Linked DNA regions of Mus musculus: all the other regions are linked to region 1. The links are chromatin contacts, called in public HiChIP or PLAC-seq and promoter capture Hi-C maps. All regions are on one chromosome and are shown on one strand. The core of a region is the stretch at or near the end of the contact, and the rest is flanking DNA. Distances in the headings are between cores, read along the strand shown.

The links. HiChIP or PLAC-seq counts read pairs in DNA pulled down with a chosen protein or histone mark. Capture Hi-C pulls out chosen DNA fragments and counts their contacts.
Region 2: an H3K27ac HiChIP or PLAC-seq map of oligodendrocyte precursor cells shows a contact between it and region 1, with 5 times the contacts expected there. The contact joins the enhancer-like site here to the promoter of Elfn1 in region 1. A contact is called at or near these places in 18 of 39 promoter capture datasets (the 3T3-L1 cell line, 3T3-L1-derived adipocytes, the C10 cell line and 13 more), 28 of 484 Hi-C or Micro-C datasets (the N1E-115 cell line, bone marrow-derived macrophages, brain and 18 more), 18 of 115 datasets of contacts at active chromatin or transcription factors (SST interneurons, astrocytes, craniofacial prominence and 12 more) and 4 of 9 other capture datasets (adipose tissue, embryonic stem cells, liver and 1 more).
Region 3: an H3K4me3 HiChIP or PLAC-seq map of forebrain shows a contact between it and region 1, with 4 times the contacts expected there. The contact joins the enhancer-like site here to the promoter of Elfn1 in region 1. A contact is called at or near these places in 10 of 39 promoter capture datasets (the 3T3-L1 cell line, 3T3-L1-derived adipocytes, cranial neural crest and 6 more), 2 of 484 Hi-C or Micro-C datasets (cerebral cortex and cortical neurons) and 14 of 115 datasets of contacts at active chromatin or transcription factors (SST interneurons, astrocytes, embryonic basal ganglia and 10 more).
Region 4: an H3K4me3 HiChIP or PLAC-seq map of forebrain shows a contact between it and region 1, with 2.8 times the contacts expected there. The contact joins the enhancer-like site here to the promoter of Elfn1 in region 1. A contact is called at or near these places in 11 of 39 promoter capture datasets (the 3T3-L1 cell line, 3T3-L1-derived adipocytes, the HPC-7 cell line and 8 more), 1 of 484 Hi-C or Micro-C datasets (nephron progenitors) and 7 of 115 datasets of contacts at active chromatin or transcription factors (craniofacial prominence, embryonic forebrain, embryonic hindbrain and 4 more).
Region 5: a contact with region 1 is called in a promoter capture Hi-C map of pancreatic islet. The contact joins the promoter of Ints1 here to the promoter of Elfn1 in region 1. A contact is called at or near these places in 1 of 39 promoter capture datasets (neural stem cells) and 1 of 9 other capture datasets (pancreatic islet).

What each region holds. Positions count from the first base shown.
Region 1 is chr5:139,906,392-139,909,215 of GRCm38.p6, reverse strand. Elfn1 (leucine rich repeat and fibronectin type III, extracellular 1) reads right to left here and starts at 1,350. Exons shown (of 2, transcript NM_001384186.1): 1 at 403-1,350.
Region 2 is chr5:140,121,962-140,124,785 of GRCm38.p6, reverse strand. All of the region lies in intron 13 of Mad1l1 (MAD1 mitotic arrest deficient 1-like 1), which reads left to right. Among named protein-coding and RNA genes, the nearest start is that of Gm30492, 28 kb to the right of the region's middle. Within about 2 kb of position 1,350, at least 36 of the 459 cell types and tissues checked have an H3K27ac peak or open chromatin away from gene starts, as enhancers often do. A contact at or near this core is called in the N1E-115 cell line, cerebral cortex, cortical glia and 7 more, where this site is marked.
Region 3 is chr5:140,090,431-140,093,254 of GRCm38.p6, reverse strand. The region is part of intron 15 of Mad1l1 (MAD1 mitotic arrest deficient 1-like 1); the gene reads left to right. Among named protein-coding and RNA genes, the nearest start is that of Gm30492, 3.6 kb to the left of the region's middle. Within about 2 kb of position 1,399, at least 28 of the 459 cell types and tissues checked have an H3K27ac peak or open chromatin away from gene starts, as enhancers often do. A contact at or near this core is called in cerebral cortex, cortical neurons and forebrain, where this site is marked.
Region 4 is chr5:140,060,080-140,062,903 of GRCm38.p6, reverse strand. All of the region lies in intron 17 of Mad1l1 (MAD1 mitotic arrest deficient 1-like 1), which reads left to right. Among named protein-coding and RNA genes, the nearest start is that of Gm30492, 34 kb to the left of the region's middle. Within about 2 kb of position 1,418, at least 36 of the 459 cell types and tissues checked have an H3K27ac peak or open chromatin away from gene starts, as enhancers often do. A contact at or near this core is called in forebrain, where this site is marked.
Region 5 is chr5:139,774,238-139,777,061 of GRCm38.p6, reverse strand. Ints1 (integrator complex subunit 1) reads left to right here and starts at 1,384. Exons shown (of 47, transcript NM_026748.2): 1 at 1,384-1,730; 2 at 2,484-2,774. The coding sequence starts at 1,592.

The DNA.
Region 1 (2,824 bases), core at 101-2,600:
GTGCTTCCTAATCCGAGGTGGGGGCAGGGGACCCAAGCCCAGGCGCTCCGATCGGCGGAGTCGGGAGGGAAGTTTGTCCAGCCAGAGATCGGCGATCGAGAACTTCGGGTTTTGGGAAGGCGGCTGAGTGGAGGGCGCCCTGGAGCCTCAGACTAAACGCGCTGCATCTGAAACCCCCCGGGTGAAGAGGGGACTCGGTCCAGGTGCGGACGGCCAGGACACGGCGAGGGGGACTGAGGCGATAGGGGCAACCAGGGCTGCGGGAGCCGTTGGGGACTCCCGCGCCACCCGGGAAGCCGGCGAGAGCGTATCCTTCCTGCCCCTCCCCCTCCAGGGGCGGGGACCTGTGGACCCCACGTCTGCGGCAGAGGGGACCACCACTCGCTGCACACCCCTTCCTACCTGAACGGGGTTGTGGCCCCCAGGGTTGAAGGCTCGATCACCGGCTAGCAGAGCACGCGCGCCGAAGTCCCCGGAGCGCCGCGGTGGCGGTGGCGGCGGCGGCGGCGGCTGCCCCTGCTTCCTCCTCCTCTTCCTCCTCGGGGTTCTTGCTGGCTCCAGACAGACCTCCTCCCCCTCCCGCGTTGCCCGCCCCTCCCGGAGCCCGCCGGGCTTGAGGATCGGCCTCTCGCCGGGAGCGGAGAGGAGCCTGCGGGAGCCGGGCTGCGGCGCTCACTGCGTCAAGAGCCGGGGACCGCGCGATCGGAGCAGCCCCGGACCGGCCGGGCAGGCGGGGCGGCCGCGGCGCCGGCGACGCCGAAGGGGCCGGGCGGCTCCGGCTCTCGAGCTCGGGAGCGGGCGCGGCGGCAGCGGCCGCGGCGACGCGAGGCGGTGGTTCATTTTGTGAGCGCGAGGCAGGTCGGACGTGGGAGCCGCGCGGGGAGGGGACCGGAGCAGGGGCGGGGGCCGCTGCACGTCCATAGGTTGCCCCGGGAGGGGATCAAGGCTCCCTGAGGGGAAGTTGGCTGGAGCCGGGGGGACATCTCAGGACGCCGCAACACAGCCTCGCCTCCTTTTCCTGGCTTTGCCTGCGTCCCCTGCCCGCGTCCCAGGCCACTGAGCTAAGAGCCGTGGAGCCCAAGTCCCCGAGTGTCATGGGGTTGGGACCCTTCGTGGCGATGGGAGGTGGGTACGAGAGGCAGAGATGTGCACGCGCGTACAGTCACGCCTGTGCACACACACGCACCCGCAGGAAGCCATGTAGAAGTTGACCCCGAAGTCAGACCCTATGTAAGCGCGCGTGTCACAGCTCCACCCGCAGGGACGATTGTTTCACGGGGCGGGCGGCGGGGAGGGGAGAATCAGAGATGGTACAAGGTTGTCAGGCCCTCCGAGATGCAACATTCTCTCTTCCCACCAGGGACTTGCTCTCTCCTAAGGTCACCGACCCCCTTCACAGTCCCTCCTCTCTGCATTGTATGTCACCACCCCCTTGGGCTGAGAGGCCGGGAGGCGTGAGATCAGCCTGGCACCTTCCCATTCCCGGAAGGTTCCGAGTAGTGGATTCCCCTCCCACTAGCCTCTGTGTGTGTGGGGGGGGGGAGTTAATGTGTGCTTTCCGGGGATCCAAGTCATCCCTCTGGGGCTGTCCACCCTCCCACCCACCCCCACCCCCCACCCCCATGGTTCCAGGAACACTGACTGAGCCCGCTGGTATCCCATTCCCTACCGCGCCCCTTCCCCAGGCGGTAGCTTTGGCCTTGGGTTGAAAATCAAAATCAAGTTCAAGAGCGCCCTCGCCGGGCTAAGGCCTTGCGCACAGCTTTCGAGCCTCCGTGCGCTTGCGGAGCTGAAGGACCCCCCTTTGGGCAGAGTGGGTGCAACCCTTTTTGGACGCCTCCTCCGAGCTGGAGCACTCTCAAGAGCCAGGCTTCGGGACACAATGCCAACGAAGGGGACTGGAGCCGCAGAGTGCAGCCAAGTATACATAGTAAGGGGCGAGGAGAGGCTGGGGGCGGGGACTTGTCCCTTGGGTTGCCAGACCACCAGGGACCAGCATGGGAATAGCCTGAACCTTGGAGTAGCGCGGCCAGAGGACCAGGAGCTTCCCGAGCTCGGGTCCTGTGGCCTGTCCTGCGACTCGACTAGATCCAGCCTGCAGCACCGGCAGGCAGCCCACACTTGGCCGATCCTAGGCTTTCCCCAGCCCCATTTTTCCTTTGGAACCCTGAGGAGTGAGATTCCAGTTAGGGACTGAGGGTAGAGGAGGCTCTATCGTCTTTCCGGTGGATTCTTAGACACAGAGCATGGTGGTCAAGGACAGAGCTGTGGGTCTACCCTTGCTCAGACCTCAAGAGAATCCAGCCGGGACTGAAGGCTCCAAAGCCTGCTTTTAGGGTAGCTTTTGCCGGGCCCTTCAAAAAAACAAAAAACAAAAAACAAGCCAGGCACCCCTCAAGCTGGGAAGGCCACAAGCTAACCCCTGGCCAGAGCCACGGGGATGAGGCCAGAGCTTTCTCCTGGTTCTCTCATCTCCCGCCCCGCCCCCATTCCTCCCTTCCTCTCCCATTCTCCTGAGCCATGTCACTAGCAGGCATGTGTACATGACCCAGGGTGGACACTATGTATGTTGCACCCACACGTTTGCAGAGCAGGTTCACACCTAACGGGCACACCCCATAATTCACCCCTTAGCCCACCCTCATGAAGAACATGAAGTTCTGGCAGAAGTTCACACACATCTTTGCCGACGCCCACGCCTCCCCCCTCCCCACAACCAGGAACCTTACCAAGAAGTTATAGAGTAGGGCTTCAGTCGCCAAGGCACCCCAGCCTGCTCCAGGGTTGCACAAACCCCCGGTCCATACCTGGGTTTCTGTAGTGG
Region 2 (2,824 bases), core at 101-2,600, 220 kb before region 1:
GCACAGCTTAGACACTGTTGCCTGATCCAAAGCTAGGAAGGTTCAGTCCTGGGTTCTCACCCATATGTCTTTTATTTCATCTTCCTTTGCCTGTATCTTCCTTCCGTCTCATGTTTTGATTCTGATCCACTTTGAGTTGGTTTTTATTGTGGCATGAGTTAGGGCTCAAACCCTGTTCCTGTGTGCGCATATCCACTTGTCTCAATCCTGCCCCCTTCTGAGACTCCTCTTCTACCTGGTAGTCATGGCCACCTCATTGAAAACCAGCTGGCTGTGCCAGTTTGTGTTCAGTGCTGAACTCAGTTCCAGTTCCGCCTGTGGGTCCTTCCTTATGCCACCACCTAAGTTCTTGTCTTTCTTATCCTTTGCTCTTAGGTTGATATGAGCATTCTGCCTGTGTGTCCCCACCCTCATAATGCATTGTTTAGATCTTGGTTGTCATCATCACAGGATGTGGACTCACCTAGGAGACATACCTCTGTGTACATCTGAGCGGGTTTCTAGATTGGGTTAGCTCAGGTAGGAAGACCATCCAAGTGTGCACAGCACACTCCCTAGGCTGAGGTCTTGGACTGAATGAAGAGGAGGAAGTGAGCTGAGCCCAGCACCCACCCCTTTGTGTTATGCCTGTGGCTGCAGTGTGAGCAACCTCCTCACACTCCTGTGTGTTCCTACCACCACCCAGCACCCCCACCCCTGCCTGCCATGCCTTCTCCACCGTGGTGGGTGGGCTGCACCCTCAGACTGTGAGCTGGGGTAAACCCTTCCTTCGGCTGCTTTCTGTCAGGTGTTTTGTTGCAGCATGGAGAAAAACAACCACTGCACCCCATCAAGATCATCTTGACTATTCAGAGCACCTTGCAATTCCATGGGAATTTTAGCATAAGCATGGGGGGTGGGGTGGGGGGAAAACCAGTTTTGCAAGAAAGCCCTTTGAAGTTGTTGGGTTTTGCTGTGCTGAGGAATCCAACCCAGTTCTGAGCGTGCACTCTCCTGAGCCACACCTCCAGCCAGTGTTCACAGTTTTCATAGAGCTGCATCTATTCTGTTGACCACTTTGGAGGTTTGACCCAGCCACCAGGGACCCAAGCATCATCTGCACCAAGGCTTCCTATACCAGGCTGGCTCAAGCTTAGACTCCAAGAATTCCACAGACGCAGCATTCACCCCACTTCTTGCGGCTTCCTACTGTTTCGTGTCCACACCTTCCAGGCCTGACCTGGCCCAAGCAGAGACGCCAGAGTCTTTGCTTCAACCCAGCTGTTAGAGCAGGGAGGCTGCTGGTGTCCCTTCTCCACTCTGAGTCAGAGATTGCAGGAACTGTCCTCAGCATGTGTTACCTCTGGAGAATGGCCTGGCGGTGGGCGTGTCAGCTTCTGCAGAGCGGAAGTCATTTGCATTTACTCTCCTTCAGCCTCTGCCCACCTGTGTCAATCAGAGCAGACCCTGACAGAAAGAAGTTAGGGCCCTGGGACAAAGGAGGAGTGCAGTGTGTGTCCTTGTCTGTGTGATCAGGGCACAGCAACATGAAGTGTATTAATGCTTAGAAAGCAAAGGCTGGTGCTAGGCTCTGCCCTGCATTTTCTGTAAGTGCCTTTTGTACTTTTGAGACATGGTCTCATGAGCCCAGGTTAGCCTTAAACTCATGATGTAGCTGATGCTTGTTCTTTCATCTACCACTCTAGGGCTGGGGTTACCCCATGTACCACTAGGCCCCGCGTACACCTGCCTTTTTAGTGGCTACTACTTGAGCAGACGGCATAGGAGTGTGGGGCGGGGAGAGGAGGTGAAAGGGGTCTCCCTCCCAGTGTAGCAGCAGGACCAGCATTTAGGAGTTTGGTCTGATAGATTTGTTGGTCACTGACACACGGTGTAGTTTCTTTCTGTGGCAGCCTGTGATGGGGCTGTTAGGATGGAAGAAGACAGGTCCAGAAAATCTCTGTCATTTGCCTAGGTCAGCGGCAGTCTGGGACTTTCACATTCCCTGCCCTGATTTAGAGTGTATCCTGGCTCATCCATCCCCACCTTAGGGACAGGAATGTCCATGCTATCCCTCCAGCCAGGCCTGGGGCACCCTCCCTGCTCTGTGATCCTGCAATCTAGTTGGTATACATTATGGTGAACAGCATTGGAATGGGAGCCTGGAAGTGGAGGGCCTCAACTTTTACCTACAGTTTAAATAACCAGGTAAATACTTGCTCCTGAGGACCACAAAGTCTTGGTGGGCAGTGGGCAGCAGGCAGCATCCCCATCTTTACCTCCAGTACATATGAGCATAGCCTCCTGCTGAGAGATACATGCTGTCCTCTCCACAACCTGGCTTCAGGTCACACCTGGGTGTAGAGAGTGTCAGGGCACAGTCAGCACTAGCTGACCTGCCAGAAAGTGCCAAAGGGGAGAATATTCACATGCCTGCCAGTCTTGGAGAGTGGAGTGGGCAGAATCAGCTTCTCTAGGACATTCAGTTTGAAAAAAACAGGAGGCGGGGCAGCAGCAGGTGGTGAAGCAACCCCCACCCAGCCTGCACAGGGCTCCTCTTCACCTCATCCCCCCTCACTTGGCAGGCATGTGCTTGGGGCCCCACTGCTCAGCTGCAGATGAGCCCTCCAAAAAGCACTTTGTGTGTAAAATCCTTTTAGCAGGATGAGTTTGGAATCTGGCCCATGGTTTGAGGCATTTGGCAGGGTCCCTGAAGACGCAATCCAATTAGTCCCATGTTTTCTTGTTTTTATAACTGACTCTAGACCCAGGTTTTCTTCAGTGAAGTAGAAAATAGATAGGTACAGGCTACAACATTCACGCACAACCAAATTTCTATTTCCTT
Region 3 (2,824 bases), core at 150-2,649, 180 kb before region 1:
GCTCTCTCTGGTAGTCTTGAGGCTACACAAGCCTTAACATGGGTGACACCCACCCAGCTCACCTCCTGCACCATGTGGCCCTGACCTCTGCCACTCAGTTTCCTTCCTAGTCCAAGCTTGAAACCCCTTCTCTCAGCCCTGCTATAGGACTTGAGCACAGAAACCTAGGTGGGTGCTGGGTGCACACATGACAGTGGACTCGGACGATGCCCTTGGCTCTGCCTTCTCCCTATATGTGATAGCTACACACAGCTGCTCCTTCATCTGTAACCCTTGTGCCTCCAGGTTATCATGTAAGGAAGAGAGTTCTTAAATTGGGGTCACTTCTGTCTGCAGCAGCGGCCCCATAGCTACTCAGGAGTAGAGATGCCGTGTCTGTCACAGGAGGGAGGCCGGCGTGTTTCTCTGGACCTCTTGGTTCTTTATGCTTCAGTTGGTGATCTGATTTCTAAGCGTGTGAAGTACATTCTGGCCCGAGAAATGTTCTATTTGTTAAGCATTCATCCGGTAGAGTCTGTGCCATACCAGACACACTGTCAGTGCCAGAAGCACTGTGAAGAACGAGACAGACAGCCCTGTCCTCACGGAGCTGACCTCTGCTAGGGGACAGCTAATAAAACAAGTGTTTAAGATGACGAAGTGTGTTATAAGGTGCAGGTGCAAGGGTAGTGATGGGCTGTCACTTGTCGCCTGTCAGTGCCTGGCTGGGTACTTGTTTTGAGTAAGCACTGATGCTTCGCTGTTGGCTTCTGTTGGCTTCATGCTCTACGGAGTGAGACGGTGGCCTGCCTTGGAACTCCTCATGGCAGGAGGGGCTCAGGCTGGTGCCTCCTTCCTCCCTAGGATCTCTCTGGATCCCTCCCTCCCTCTCTCTCTCACTTCCTCCCTCCTTGTCTGTGTATATGTATGTGTCTGTCTGTTTTTTGAAACAGGGTCTCACTTGTAGCCTAAGCTGGCCTAGACCTCACTGTATAGACCAAGCTGACCTCAAACTCCTAGAGATCCTCCTGCTTCTGCCTCCTGAGTTCCGGGATAAAAAGTGTGCACCACCACACCCAGCTCTCCCCAGGAGTCTCACAATGTCTTCTGTGTTGTGTGCTCAGTATGGAGCTACGGAAACTGTTCCAAGACCAGTTATTCCTCCCCTCAGCTTGAGATCTCCCAGACCCAACCTGTCAGCCTCTATAGCACCCAAACTAAGGGTTTAGTTGTAGGTTTTAAAGTCTGTAAAAAGAAAAATCAGGACTATCTTAGGCTACATAAAAATTCCTGTGTTTGGGTGAGCATGGTTTCATTGGCACACGTGATGCTTTTCCCTGCCAGTTCCCACGCCTATAGTCTGTGGCTGCTTTCTCACCAAGCTGTGCAGTGGGCACTGGAACAGGCGGTAGCCCTGAAGAGCTGGCTGGCTCCACAGGCAGTGGCAGGCTGGGCTCTGATCCCTTACCCAGCTCCCAGTGCTTGGCCTGGGCAGGGAAGCCGAGATGCGTGTCCAGCCCCAGGGCTGTCACAGCGGGCGTGGGTGATGGATTTCACATGCTTGGTTATCTCCCCGACTGGTGAAATTGCACGGAATAACAGACTGTTGAAATTGCACAAGTAACAGTCTCAACCCTGAAAGCCAGGGAATCAGCTAGCGTTCCGGGAGCCTCTTCATCCCCAGGGCTTTACAAGATTCTAAGGAAAGCTCTGAAGAGCCTGCCCGGCCTCCCCCTCCCTCCTTCTTCCTAGTTCTGGCTGGTGGCCTCCTCCTTCCCCTCCTTCTGATGAGAATATACTCAGGATGTGATCTGGGAAGCCAAGTTTGCAAGCCCTACTGTTCCCTGCAGGTAGTTCTGGCACTCTCTGCTCCCCATTCCCTACACACACACACACACACACACACACACACACCCCTATCCCATATGAGGATCTTACTGTTCTGCTGCTCCTCTTAAGCCCTCGACGCCCCCCCCCCCCCAAGCATATCTGGAGGGGTGGCTAAAGGCTGACAGACTGTGTGTGGCCTGGGTGAGGTACTCCAGGTAAAGATCATACTGCCCTTCGGCACTACAGAGGGGCAGTGGCCTACAGCAGCTTAGCTCATGGTTCATGGAGGCTTATTAACCACCGGCTGCCTCACTAAATGAGTCTCCCAGCTTCTTTGCTCCTTTGTGCCTGGTGGTCTAAATGGGTGGGCTATTTCCTGTTCCCTCAGCAGATATCCTAGGAGGGAGACTAAGGCCAGAGGAGCCAGGAAGCCCCTTTATGTAGACATGGAGTTCAGTTTCCCTTGCTGAACATCCACTGGCACTGGGGCTTTGAAGATTGGATCCCAGATCCATCAGCTTAGGGCTTATCACAGGCCAGTTCTCTGCCTCCATTCCACCCTCTGTGCCAGCCCTGTTACATGCCTTAGAGCAGGGGTACCTGCAGAGAGGTTGGCCAGAGAAGACAACTAACTCCTTGTTTGACTTCCTGAGTCACCTCAGACCTCACTGAAGTCTGTCTTGGGCCCAGTGGAGGCAGCAGAGGGCCTCCCATCTTTAATGGGTCCCTTCAGTGGCTTTGCGGTCACCACCACATGGCACACTGTGGTCCCCACCACATGGCATATTGCAGTCACCACCCATTGTCTACTCAGTGCCATGCAAGACTATACATCCCTTCTTCATGGGATGCCTGCTTCGTGCTAGGCATATGGCTGTCTCGTTGCTGCAGTCTGGGCTTTCCTGATGGCTCATGTGTGTACCATTCTGTGCTTATTGGCTCTTCGGGTTCTATGAAGTATCTGTTCATTCATTTTGCCTCTTTTTCAGGGGCTGACATTTTCTTGATTACTTTT
Region 4 (2,824 bases), core at 169-2,668, 150 kb before region 1:
CACCATGTCTGGCTTTTCCTCATGGATCTGGGTGCTTGTAAGGCAAGCACTTTCCCTGAGGGACTGTCTCCCTCCTTGTAGGGGGCATCTGTCTCTCCACAGCAGGGTCTGAAGCAGCCTCTAGAGTCACCCGTTTGCCCCACTCAGGTTCTTGTGGCCCACCCCTCTGCACCAAGGACAATGAGCCTTGCAGGCAGCTCAGCGAGACCAGGAAATGTTTCTTGTAGGCTTTGGCTACAGTTTTCTCCAAAGCCTCCCCTTGGCTAGCTGTAGCAACCATGGCTTCAGCCTGCCCTTCTGACTCACTCCCTCCTCTTACCTGGCCCTGTCCAATCGGGAGAGTTCTGTTCCATGGCCCCATGCTATCCAGCTGTGGAAGGAAGTGAGTGCAGGAACTCAGTGCTAGACACACGCTGGTCCTCAGAGCACTGCAGTATGAGCTGGTTCTAACCAGCTGTCTGCCTTTATGTCATCTGCTTTCCTCATCAGTCAAATGCAGATAATTACAGGTTCTGTGCAGGTGTGGGTCACTTGAGGGACCTTGTTGGTGACTAAGCTGTTACCTACAGATGCTGCCCTCCTGTGTGCAGCCTGTGGTCTTTTTTTTTTTTCCCTGCTGACCCTGGCAGAGCCTTTAAAGCAGTTCTCCAGCGTTGTCCACAGTGGGCAAGCTAGGCAAGCAAGTCTCAAAGAGGAAGTGGCAAGACCCCAGGCACACCCTTTCCTTACTCCCAACCCCACTTACTCCCCTAGTAGGGAACATGGGTGCCCCGGCAGCAACCTTAGAGCATCTCTAGGCCATTGGGTCACCTATGTCTTCTCTCCATGGTACCAGGTCCCTTCCTAGGGTTGAGGCCCTTTTGTGCCATTCTGGCCTCTGGGGCCCACACAGCCCTGAGAAATCCCCCTGTACAATGTAGTACCAGTAGGACCACAGTGGATCTTCCAACAGGAAGTCTCTCCCCAAGACTCCCATCCCATCCCATCTTTGGTCATTATATACCCTCATACCCTCTATAATACTATTAGAGCTAAAGCAATTTTATAACCCTCATCCACCAGCCAATACCTGGCTAGCAGATAGGGCACTCACAGATCTATTGGAGGTTGGTAAGAGAAGAAGGAAAATGGATAGGGACCAGGCAGGAGGCAGGGCTGGCTCATACACAAGTGTGTGGCCATGGCCAGCTCAGTCTCAGGCAAGGCCACTCCATCCCCCAGCTCACATAACTTCCGCTCATTTTCTTTTCACCCCAAACAGCTTCTAGGCAGGAGGGGTCTGTGGCAGAGTTAGAAATAGCTGGGGCCTGTTTCCAGCCAAGCAGGTTCTGCAAATGTGCGCTGGGATAATTGAGGGTTGGCTCACGGTCCCACATGGCTCTGCTTCCCTTCCCAGCCTGGACCCAGCCTCTGCCGTGTGTGGGTGGCCGAGCTGCCTCCCAAGGCTGCTGTGTGGGGGAAGGCAGGAGCTCAGCTCCAGCATACATCAGGAGTCTGGCATCTTGCCCACTCCTCCTCTCCCAAGAGAAGTTGGACCCCAGAGTCTCCAGTTTCCTTGGAAAGACTGGACCTGGAAGGAGTGGCCTACCAAATGTCCGCAGCAATTGTGGTGTAATCTCATTCCCTGTGGTTCATAAGGACTGCTCAGAAGGTAGTCAGAAACAAGAAGCCAGACAGCGGCCAATAGAATTGACTGCATAGCTCTTAAGATACAGGTGACTCTGACCTTGGGTCCCCTTCTCTCATGCCTCTGACCACTCCACAGTCTAGCATGGCTGGGCCCAGCTTTTTACATGGGTGCTGGGATGGAACTCAGGTCCTCATGCAGTTTTACTCCAGACCTGTCTCTTGTGTTTTCCTTTTTTCTTTACATAATGTCCCACTGTAGCCCAGGCAGGCCATGACCAAGATCCTCCTGCCTCTGCCTGGACTTCTGGTACGGTCAGTATCCACAGTATAAGCACCATCCTTTTACTAGCACATCTTGCTAATCAGAGGCCTGAGCCAAAGGCCATGCTATGGTGAGGGCTTTGGAGGCGCCTCCCAGGTCTCTAGGCAAATGGCTGGACTACTCATAGCTGCCTGTTCCTCCCAGCAATGCTGGTTCAAGGTGCTGGGTCATGGTACTGCTGTTGGGATGTGTGTTGTGGCCTCTGCACCACCAATGGGATGTCTGGCTCAGCCTGCAGTATGACCATGTTGCCCCTTACTGTGGTTTTGTCTCTGGGCACAGTGTGACATTTGTTGGGATAGAAGCTGCTTGAACTACCTGCCTCCCAAAACTGCAGAGCTCCACCATCCCCCAGCAACCTGGCACCCTACAGTGGGCACTTCCTAAACTGTGTGCCCAGCCTCAGGATAGGCATATCACTGTGATTCCGTCTGCCGAGCTCTTGCGGAAGCACACAGAGCCTACGCTCATAGCAGAAAGAGCAGGTGAGGAGGCAGCCAGCTTCCACACACCTGTACCCACAGTGCCGGGCTGCCAAAGACTGCAGGTGTATGCACGGGAAATGCAAATGTCCCAGAGACCCATACCCAGGGCCCTTCAGCCATGCAGCATATGACTCCTGCTGGGTGGGCTCAGGAGAGCCTGGGTCAGTTTCTCCATCCACAGGATAGCTGTGCAAGGAAAAGAACTTGGAGTCTTTTTCCTTCTGTTTCCTAAGCATGCTTCTTGGAGGAAGGGATCATGTATCTGCCAAAGCCCAGTTAATACACACGTGATTCATGGACTCATGGGTGCCCACCCCTATGTCTACAGCCCAGTCTCCAGGAGCTCAGCTCAGCTGCTGTGGACTGGCATAACAACACAGTGGCTATG
Region 5 (2,824 bases), core at 135-2,634, 130 kb after region 1:
AAAGGGTCCTCAGCAGGGCTCAGGCTGAGCTGGGTTCCACTGTCACTGGGTTAGGATCTACTGGAGTAAACAGACTCCCCGCCATTTTGTTTGATTTTGCTTTTGTTTTGGGTCAGAGTCTGTCTATGTGGCTCCAGCTGTCCTGGAACTCACGGAGATTCACCTGCCTCTGCCTCCTGAGTGCTGGGATTAAAGGTGTGTGTGACCACACTGTGACAACTCATCCCTTTTTAAAATCTAAATTTTATCTATTGTTATTGTGGGTATGAGTGTGCATGATGTGAATGTACAGCCATGCACACCACAGCACACGTGTAAGTCAGAGGACAAATTTGTAGAGTTGGCTCAGCAAGCTCTTTCACCTACTGACCCATCCTGCTTACCCTGACATACTGTTATTGTAGCCCTGGCATCACAGTAAGAAAGACCCTGAACTGCAGGCACTGACAGGTATGGGAGGTGCGCTCCTGGGGCTGAAAACCAGCTCTCTGCCTGAAGCTCCCTTTGTGCCACAATGTTCAAACACATCCTTTATTCAGCCCACAAATGTTTACTATATAGCTCTGGGCTTGCTGGCACCAAGGAGGCTGGCCATCATGGGGACAATCCATTAAGGGCGCTTGAGGGTCTTGGGCTCCCAATCCTAATTCTATGACCTTGGAATGTCTATCTGTCTGTCTATATGTGTATAGATACACTCAGACATTCACACACATACATAAACACACATACATATATATGTATACACACATACATGTACACACACACAAACATGGTCTCGGGACCATGTCTGGAATTTTGTCTTTGTCCCAGCAGCTGGACAATCTATCTGGGACTTCCTTAGAGGAGACCTGCAGTACCTATCCTGATAGCTCCATGTAGAGGTCTCCATGGAGAGGGAGGTACCCAAATCAGGTGAATCCAGAGGCCATTGACAGAGGTACCCAAATCAGGTGAATCCAGAGGCCATTGACAGAGGCCTTCAACATTTTAGAGCATGTATCAATATGAAAGTAGGATTTTGACTTTTTTGTTGTTGTTGTTTTTTGAGAAAGGGTTTCTCTGTATAGCCCTGGCTGTCCTCGAACTCAGAAATCCGCCTGCCTCTGCTTCCCAAATGCTGGGATTAAAGGCGTGCGCCACCACCGACCGGCTGGATTTTGACTTCTTGAGCTAGGATCAGATTTAGCTCCAAAACCGTAAGAGGGAACAGTTTATGCCCAACAAGCCCAGCTTTCAGACAGGCATAGGTCCATCCAGCCTCCGGCCGCCAGAGGGCGGTGCAAACACTAGTAGGCTCTGCCTGCCTCTCTCCTCTCTTCCTCGCCTTCGGGTTTGTTTTACTTCCGGTTATGTGAGAAATCAGCGCTCGGAAGGCTCGCAGATCAGTTTGCACTTCCGGAGCGCCCGTGTCTCGGGTCTGCAGAGTGCTGCACCGGAGGTGAGGGGCCTTTGCACCCAGGTGAAGTCCGCTCCCTGCGGTGACATCCGTCTCCGCAGTCGGCCGCGTGTGTGCCGCACTTGGCCCCTTTCTGTGACCCCGGTAGGCGGCCCTGGGCACTCGGTCCAGTGGCCCCGGTGCGAGGGATGAATGACTGAGCGAGCGAGTGACTCCCGCCGCCTCCTCCCAGGTGAAGGCGCTTCCTCTAGGGGCGCCCGGGCCGCGGGGAGGATGAATCGAGCCAAGCCCACCACCGTACGGAGACCCAGCGCGGCCGCCAAGCCCTCAGGTGCGTCCCTGCGCGCGGCGACCTCGAGACGGTCAATGAATGGGTTCCATGAAGGCCGGCATGGCCACTGAAGGGGTTCCTACGGGACATAGTTAACTTGGGACTGTTGGGAGAGCGTGGGCATCCAACACAGCAGGACAACGGTCATCCAACCCAGGCTTCCTGCATACATTGCTGTCCTGAGGGGCTCCTAAAGGACAAGGGCATCCTTGTCCTGCTGAGCATCTGGCAAGGACAGGGTACCTGGACCAGAATCACAGTCTCTGAAGCCGGATAATCTAGACTGGGGTCCTAAAGTTTCTTCTTGCTAACTGTGTGACACTGGCACATTACTTAACTTCTGTCTATTTTGTTTTGTCTTGTTTTGTTTTGGTTTTTTCGAGACAGGGTTTCTCTGTGTAGCCCTGGCTGACCTGGAACTCACTCTGTAGACCAGGCTGGCCTTGAACTCAGAAATCCTCCTGCCTCTGCCTCCCAAGTGCTGGGATTAAAGGCATGTGCCACCAGTCCCCTGCCTAACTTCTGTGTCTTTATTTGTAAAACGAGGGTCATAACTTTTGAAGAAGCCCGGTGAGAATTAAGTAGACAGTGCTTATGAGTTACAGATGGCTTAGTTTCTAGTCAGCACTGGATCAGCGTCAGCCATCGCTTGCTCTGCCAGGGTGGTTGGACAACCTCAGGCTTTACTTTTGTCTCTTGGGGGCCCACTCTGAGATTGGGTATCACAGGTGTGGGTTTTCTGTTCCTCTGCAGGGCACCCTCCCCCTGGGGACTTTATTGCTCTGGGGTCCAAGGGTCAGGCCAGTGAATCAAAGACAACGTCCACCCTGCTGAAGCCAGCCCCTTCTGGGCTACCCTCAGAGCGCAAGAGAGATGCTTCAGCTTCTCTGTCTGGGACCTCTGCGCTGACCGGCCTCACTAAGCGCCCCAAACTGTCCTCCACTCCCCCACTGAGCGCCCTGGGACGTCTGGCTGAAGCCGCAGTTGCAGAGAAGCGAGCCATTTCTCCATCGATTAAGGAGCCATCTGTGGTGCCCATTGAAGGTAAGATCAGACTGCCAACTTCCCCAGAGAGATTCCTTCATCCTGTCCAT